Regions from separate parts of the Sus scrofa genome. Here region 1 is linked to region 2. The links are chromatin contacts, called in public Hi-C maps. All regions are on one chromosome and are shown on one strand. The core of a region is the stretch at or near the end of the contact, and the rest is flanking DNA. Distances in the headings are between cores, read along the strand shown.

What was found. A called contact is a pair of places that touch in the nucleus more often than the background predicts.
Region 1: a Hi-C map of liver shows a contact between it and region 2, with 4 times the contacts expected there. The contact joins two enhancer-like sites. A contact is called at or near these places in 2 of 5 promoter capture datasets (fetal liver and liver), 8 of 47 Hi-C or Micro-C datasets (blood, embryonic fibroblasts, fetal liver and 3 more) and 1 of 2 datasets of contacts at active chromatin or transcription factors (alveolar macrophages).

What each region holds. Positions count from the first base shown.
Region 1 is chr12:3,715,930-3,720,282 of Sscrofa11.1, forward strand. No RefSeq gene overlaps it. Among named protein-coding and RNA genes, the nearest start is that of TMEM235, 25 kb to the right of the region's middle. Within about 2 kb of position 1,427, at least 24 of the 83 cell types and tissues checked have an H3K27ac peak or open chromatin away from gene starts, as enhancers often do. A contact at or near this core is called in fetal liver and liver, where this site is marked.
Region 2 is chr12:3,595,003-3,598,868 of Sscrofa11.1, forward strand. The region is part of intron 8 of PGS1 (CDP-diacylglycerol--glycerol-3-phosphate 3-phosphatidyltransferase, mitochondrial); the gene reads right to left. Among named protein-coding and RNA genes, the nearest start is that of PGS1, 32 kb to the right of the region's middle. Within about 2 kb of position 2,424, at least 27 of the 83 cell types and tissues checked have an H3K27ac peak or open chromatin away from gene starts, as enhancers often do. A contact at or near this core is called in fetal liver and liver, where this site is marked.

The DNA.
Region 1 (4,353 bases), core at 177-2,676, 120 kb after region 2:
TCTGGGAGAGAAGTCTGTGCCTCAGGAGCAGGGGACCAAGTAGGAGCTAATCTGGCCAGCAGCTGCGTGCGGCCGGGCTGGGTAGATCTGCTGCCCCACCAAGTGGGGCAGGAGGCCCCCTTGGCGAGCTGGAGCCAAGCAAGGACCCTGGGGGTCCGCAGCTGCCCCAGCAAGACTCCTCCAAGCTGGGAGACCGTGGGGAGCTAGCTCCCCTTCTCCCCTCCAACTTCCTGGAGTTGCTGAGGTCCCATCCTGGGGCCTTGAGGGAGAGGCCAGCCTGGCTGTCCCCTTGCACCTTCTCCTATCCTGCCCAGGTCCCCCACTTGCCGGCGGCTCTCTCCCCCCCCTGGCCTCCCCCAAACGGCTCGGGCAGGCCGGCAAGCAGAGGGTTAACTCCCAGCCGCTCCCAGACCGCGCAGAGTGGGGGGCGGGGGGCCGGGGGCGTGCCTGTCGGGAAGTATGGATTTCTGCAGTGGTTTTACTGGAAAAGCTGTAGCTGAAGGTGGGAGGGGGTCACCATGGCAACTTCTGGCTATGGGAACAGGTTGGCTGGTGGGAACCGATCCTGCCAGGGGCCCGAGGGGGCCCGGCTGGCGCTTCAGCCCCCGGGGGCTCCCTTGGCTGCCCGCTGGGGGTCCTCGCCGACTTGGGGAGGCCCAGAGACCCTCCCCGACCTGGAATTCCCGCCTTCCCTGCCTCCCCGGAGCGCCGCCGCCCAGGGCCGGGCCCCTGACTCAGCTGCCCCGCCCCCGCCGAGGCGCCCCCCACGCCCGCGCTCTCAATCGATGAACCAATTACCCGGCGGAGCTCGCAGGAATCCCCCTCGGAAAGAGCTTTACCTCGGGAGAAAGCTCCTCGCCGCGGCCTGGGGCGCAATTCTGGGAATGCCTCGATGAGGCTCCCGCCCCGCCAGGCCTGGCCGACCCAGGGAGTCCAGATTCCATGGGCCCCGAGCTCATCCCAACCCGGCCCCCACCCAGTCCCAACCGGCCCGCTCAAGGAAGTCCTCCCCACTCTCGGCACAAACACGCACCCCCTCCCGGCCAGGACCGGGGCCCCCCAGGCGCAGGAGGCTCCTCGGTGCACCTCCAAACCTCCAAACCTCCAGGCCCTCTGTCCTCCTGGAATTCCCGGTGGTCGGGGTAGGCCCTGCCCAGCGCTCCCCCCACCCCCCCGCGTCGTGGGCGCCTGCCATCCCCTGGGACCTCCCGCCCGGGCCGCCTGGGACGGGGGGGCAGGTCAGGGCGCTCCGGGCACCCCCGGAGGGAGCAGTTGGGAGCTCCCAGGACCTCCAGGCCCAGGTTCCCAAGGCCCCCAAGGATTGATCTCCGAGCCCCCCCTTGCAAATCCTGCAAAGCACAGGGTGGGCGGGTGCGAGAGGGAGGTGTGCGCCTGGGACGCTTCCAGGAATCTCCAGAGGCGGCGTTGCCCAAAAGGCCAGGAATAGAGGGCACAGACAGGCCACACGCAGCTGGGGGGCGGGGAGGAGGACCAAGTGAGGGGGCAGCCCCGGGCCCCTCCCCTCGCCTTGCTGCAGGTAAGACCATCCGCCTGAATCCACGTGGGCACCAACCCCTGCTCTGCTGGAGTCCGCAGATGGGTGACTCCTCTAAACCTCGCTTTCCTCATTTGTAAAACGGGCAGGAAACGCCTCCGGGGGATGGTGGAGCGCTAAACGGGGCCCTAACGCCCTGGGACGTTAGCAGGTGCGGGATCCAAAGGTCACGCCTCTGCTCTCCTTTGGCCGCCGCTACCAGGAAAGAGCCGAGACCCCCCGTCTTAAGGCCTCCTGAGTTGCTGCTGCTGAAAGAGGTGGTTCCCCACCCTCCTCCGCGGCCAGCTTTGCACCGAAGAGAACCGGCCCCGGCGTGGCGCCCCCTGTTGGCAGGATGGCGCAGGCAGTAAACCCGCCCAGGTGTTACCTCCCGCCGCGGAGATACCTGCTGCGGTTTCCCAAGGCGCGTCGGGGCCTGAAGGAGTTAAATCGACCACGAGTGGGGTCCTTCCTTTCTTCACCCCCGGGCCGGCTTAGGGGACGCCTCGACCACCTCCCCCAGCTCCCAGCTGCTCCCCTACGGCCCCCGCCCCGCCCCCGCGCGCCCCCGGGGCTTCCATCTCGCGCTCTCGGATCCGCCGAATCCCGATAAAACATTTGGGGAGATAAGTGCTGCGTATAAATAATTAAGACCACATGCATATTCGCCAACAAAAAAAAGTTTAAAACCCCCATTCCGGGAACAGCTGCGTGTGTGGGGCCGGGCGGGGCTGCCAGGCCCACCTCCACCCCACGGAGGCCCTCCCCCACCCCAGGGAGGGGCTGCCCGGCTCCTCCCCCAGCCCCTCCCCCAACCCAGGCTGGGCGGGAATGGGTGGCAGAGGGGCTCTGAGCCCACCCTTGAAGTAAAGACTAGAACCCCGGGTGGGGGGGGCGCCCTCACAAACCCCAGAGGCCAAGCCCCTAGGCAGCGTCCCCCACCCCCAAGGCCAGGCAGGGTCTCGGCGCCCATGGGTGCCCAATAAACATTTACTGAATAAACGAACGGATGTGCCAACGAGCCAGCTGACCCCAGGTTCCAGGGGAGTGTCCGTCCTGAGGTCTGGCAGAGGGCAAACTGCCCTCATCCCCCCTCCAGCTGCCGCGGGCACCTTTCCCAGGTGCAGCTGGAGGGCCTTAGGTGAGAAGGTGGGAAGGACTTCCAGAGGGAGCCAGGCCACAGGCTGGACAGCGGAGCTGCCCTCCTCCGCAGGAGTCAACGCAGGATGGCCCTGCCCAGAGCTCGCGCCTGCCAGGACTGTCTAATGCCCTCTAGCGCCTGCTGGAGCTGGCCTCTGGGGGTGGCCTGTTCCCCCCCCCACGAAAATCTTGTCCCCATCTTTGGAAGGAAGGGCCTCACGCCTCTCTACTCCTGGTTTTCTCATCCACGTCAATTCGGGTACTTATTTATTTATTTGTCTTTTTGCCATTTCTAGGGCCATTCCCATGTCATATGGAGGTTCCCAGGCTAGGAGTCGAATCGGAGCTGTAGCCTACACCAGAGCCACAGCAATGCAGGATCCAAGCCATGTCTGCAATCTACACCACAGCTCACGGCAATGTTGGCTCCTTAACCCACTGAGCAAGGCCAGGGATCGAACCCGCAACCTCATGATTCCTAGTTGGATTCATTAACTTCTGCACCACGATGGGAACTCCTATTCAGGTACTTGTTAATGCCCATCACGTTCCAAGCCCCCTGCTAGGGATCTGAGAATGAAAGACATAGGCCTTGCAGCTCGCAGAGGCACACGGGGCAAGTGACAGGGACAGAGGCTGCTCTGAAGTAAGCCAGCTGCCCAGGAACCTGGGAGAAAAGTGTGTCTTGGCAGCGGGCTAAGGGCCATCGTGGAAGGCTTCCTGGAGGAGAAGACAAGAAAGCTGAGTGGATGAGAGCTGGCTCCTGGGGCAGAAGGGGAGCAGGGCGGGCTGTGCCTCCAGGTGCTCCCAGCACTGCCCCCTGCTGGCTCTACGCACACCTGCAGTGCTCGCAGCCGGACCTCCAGGTACGGGTTCCAATCCTGTCTCTGCTACTTACCAGCTAGTGACTCTACCTCCCGGGCCTCAGTTTCCTCATCCGTTAAATGGGGATCATGGTCCCGGCTGAGCAGAGCTCCTCGTGATCTCCCCGTGGCCCTCTGTCCTCGGCAGGAGACAGAGCATCCTATTCCTGCACCCGGTCCAGGCTGGTGAACCGAACTGTGGCCCTTGGCGTTTTCTTCCTGCTCTTCCTTCCTCAGCAGCCACAAATCCCAGTGGGAGCACCAGCCGCTGCTCACCCGGAACTCAGGAAAATGCACCTCCGCTCGGGATCAACGGCGTCTTGTACTGTCACCCACCCACCTGACCAGGAACACGTGACACCACACGCTGTGTCCTGCCCCTGCCCGGGGCCCACAGGAGCGTGACACATGTTCGTTTCTGGTAGCAGGTGTTCTAGTGACAAATCTTGCAGGGACCGCCCGGCTAGAGAGACAGGTGGGCGTGCTCGAAAGGTGCCGGAACGTGCACTGCCCTCCATCCTGAGCAAGAGGTTCGGGGGGGCGCCCAGCTGCGGCCGCCTCTCTCCACACCCCACTCCAGGGTCAGGACGGTCTTGCCTCTGCTCCTGATGGGAGCAGGGACCCACCTGAAAACCCCATCTCTGCCTGCCCCCGAGCCCCATCTGCCCGCCCCACCTGCTGGCCCTCAGACCCCCAGCAATCCCCCAACGAGCTCGCTCTCCGGGACCCTGAAGGTGGGCCCTTCCTTTGCCCTGCCTTCCTGCACTTCAAGCTCAGCAGGCAGGTGCACAGGATAAAAAGTCCTCAGACCTGAGG
Region 2 (3,866 bases), core at 1,174-3,673:
AGAATTTCTCCCAATTAACTAAGCACTAAGATTTGTGTGCGCAGATACTTATCCCGACACTGATGTTAGAGAAACACTGGAAACCACAACATCCAACAACCAGCTAATTAAATACAATAAACCCGTGTAACATAAGACAATTACGCTCTTAGAAAAATATTCAACGACGTCGAGAAGGGCACAACGTACTAAGTGAAAGACACCACACGTGAGCTGACACACACGGTGTGATCCTAATTCCATTAAGAAGAGTGACACCTCCACGTGTACACAGACAAGACAGGCAAGGCCCAATCCAAACAGTTTCAACAGACAACAGGGTCCTTCTATGCAGCACAGGGGGGGGACTCCATTCAGCGTCTTGAGATAAACCCCATCATGGGAAGGAACGCGTGACTCAGTCACTCTGCCGCACGGCCCGTCGACCGGACTTCAATGAAGTTAAAGAGAAGAAAGGAGCTCCCGCCGCGGCTCCGCGGGTGAAGACTCCGGCGCTGTCTGCAGAGGCCCGGGTCTGATCCCCGGCCCAGTGCAGTGGCCTGGCACAGCTGCAGTTCAGATTCGATCCCCAGCCCGGGAACTTCCATATGCTGCAGGTGTGGCCAAAACCCAAAACCATCAGCAAAACGAAACCCACCACCTACAGAAGGGTTGTGACCTACAAGGGGTTAACACCCAAACGATACAAAGGGCTCAGACAACTCAAAACACAAAACGGTATCAGTGACTTAGCACGAAGGGCTTAGCATCTTCCAATTTTTCTCAAGTTTTACAACGAATGACTATTACTTTCTTATTTAAAAAAAGTTAAAACTGGATTTCCCGTCCTGGGGCAGTGGAAATGAATCTGACTGGCATCCACGACCTGATCCCTGGCCTCACTCAATGGCTTAAGGATCCGGCGTCGCCATGAGCTGTGGTGTAGGTCGCAGACGCGGCTCGGATCTGGCGCTGCTGCGGCTCTGGCAGAGGCCGGCGGCTACAGCTCTGACTCAACCCCGAGCCTGGAATTTCCATATGCCATAGGTGCGGTCTAAAAAGCGCGCACGCGCACGCACGCACGCACATACACACACACACAAAAGGAATTTAAACACGGATATGAGCCTTGTCTTAAACTGCTTAGAATCTTTGAGAGGAGAAGCTGCCTCCTCTTTAAACATCTCACCCTATACGTGTTGTGCCTTCTGAACAAGGAATGGAAGCTTTCAAGGGGCAGCAGTCAGGGTTGCGACTCTGCTTCCATCACCAGGAGCCCTCTGGGGGCAGAAGGGAAGCCGCGTCCCTGACAAATTCCTCTGCCCAGTGAGGACGGACCAAGGACACCGCGCCCTCCACAGTGTGACACCCCGTCTGAGCTTCTCCAGGCAGGCTGGGGACATCCAGTCCCCACGGCCTCTTTTCCCGCCCATTTTCTGAGCTCACCCCCTGTCGAGAAGGCGGGGCTCCCAGGGCTGGGGTCCCCTGGCGCAGACGGCTGCACGGGCCTGGCCTGCCAGCGGAGGCGCCCTTGCCGCGGGGGGCGGGTCTGCAGGCGTCTCCAGAGACCCGGCTCCAGCTGCATGTTTTCATCTGACTCCACAGCCAGGATTTCACTTAAATTAGCAGAGACACTTGCGTTTCCTCCCAGCCTGCGCTCAGGGATGGAGGAGGAGGTCAGCTGACGGGGCGCGGCGCTGTCCAGGGAGCCTCCTTAGGTCGCAGGGGTCCACTGAGCTCTCCGAACCAACCAGGAAGCTTGCAGCTTCCACCAAATGCGCTAACTCAAGGGAGGGACTTAGATTCAGATGAAAACACCTCCCCTTCTCCGGCACTAATGGGACATGAACAGGCCTTTCCCTGGGTCCCAAGGGCTCCCGAGGCGGCTCTGGAGAGCGGGGACCCAGGCAGCTGGGGTTTCAGGGACTTTCTGGGCTGTGGGGCAGCTGGGCAGCGGGGCAGTCTCGGGATCGGGCAGCGCGTGGGCCTCTCCAGAGGATGGCTGCCGTCCAGGTGTTAAGTATGTAGGTGGAATTATCCAGAAATGCATCGCTGCATTTCAAAGGCACAGAAGTCCACGTGCCTGCAGAGAACGGAAGGGCTGCAGCTGGCACGAACTGCCACCCTCCCACCATCCAAAGCCCCTGGGATTCAGGTTTGGGAAGAAAAAGAAAACATCCCAAATATGTCATTTGGGAAAGCAGCTCCTGACCGCAGCCTGCCCGGCTCTTCTTAAGATCCAGGATGTGGGCTCAGTCCCCTCACTCAGGAGGCGGGGAGAGCAGCCAGCGCCCGGGCCCTGGCAGAGACTCGCCCCCAAATCAACCCGGGCCCACAGAGACCTCGTCCTGGCACGAGGCCACGGCCGCACGGACCCCTCTCTACTGCCTGCAGAAAGCCGGCTCCCAGCAACCCAGGAGAAAGTCCGGGAGACCCCACCATCGGAGGCTGGCCTGTCCCTCTCAGCCCAGCCCACCCTGAGGCTGGCTAGTCTCTGCTGAAACCTCCTCGGTCACTTGCTGGAAGCCTCCCCATAGCATCTGTGATCTGCTGAGCAGATAGATTCTCCCGCCGGCCACCCAGAGCCCGACCGCTGCCACTTCCTCTCGGCCTGGTCGTGAAGACCTTCCCGGCACCAAGGCCCCACTCCGGCACTGACAAGATTCCCAGATCGCGGGAGGCAGATCCCAGGGAGCAAAGCAGTTACCATTTCCTTGTCCATCAACAAAGGCTGCAACCATTTCACAACAGTAATTCCCAAACACGAGACTAAGTCCATGCGCCTCGGAGGGCTGGCCTGCGGCAGCGTTATCTGCCTTCCCGTGACTCAGGAGGGAAGCTGGCACCTTCCCTGGAAAGGCTTCGTTGTAAAGGTCACAAACTCCTGAGCGCAGAGGACCAGGGAGGCCTCGTACACAGAGGCGCTGTGCCTGTACCCCCAAAGCCCACCAGCCCTGCTGCAGGCGATCCGTGCAGAGACTCAGGCAGGGCACCAGGCAGTTCACTGAAAGTTACTCTCAACTTAAAGGAAAAGACTGCTACCCCGGAAGGAGGCCGAGACACCGCGGCCCCTCTGGGAACAGCCGCTGCATTCCTGTCCCAGTGAGCAGAGGGCGCCCTGCCCTGCTTCCCTGGACCTGACCAGGGTCCCTAGCAGCCAGCAATAGGGACTCAAGGCCCAGTCCCCCATGATTCTCCTGCCCCAGCTCAGGAAAAAGGGTTGCTCTCCCATGAGATGTGCCAGGCAGCCTCTTCCCAGGGGAGCAGGGGGCCTCGGTGGCCCACACAAGGCCCCGAGCCACGCAGAGCACGAACGCTGTCAAGGCGGATGCCTGCCTTCCCTCCCAGCTGCAAGGAAAGAAACCCTGTTACCACTGTGAGCAGGAGAAACACAGCGCAGAAACTCCAAGACCCTTTGGGGACAGGGGCCTGCCTCGCGTGATCACCGTCCCCCTGACACCCGCCACCCACCTCCAGGCCCCACAAACACCACGGGGGGCCCCGCTCCTGGCCAGGCACACCTCCAGGCTCTCCCTCCACCACCTGCTCTATGTTCAAACCCAAGCCAGACCATCAACAAGTGTCACTACTTGGAAATAAAATAAATAGAATCCAAGTTCTCGGCGCAAAAGGACCATCTGTGCTGACCCAAGGGCACAGGTACCTGTGAACGGGATTCTCAAAGCCCTGCAATGGCTTAGATCCCCATGAACCACTTCACTTCTGTCTGCACAGGCCTCTGAATTGGCTTTTAGTTTTGTTTTTAAACGGCCACACCGGCGGCATATGGCAGTTCCCAGGCCAGGGATTGAATCTGAGCCGTGACTGTGCAACACCAGATCCCTCGAACCATTGCTGTCAGGCCAGGGATCAAACCTGCATGTCCA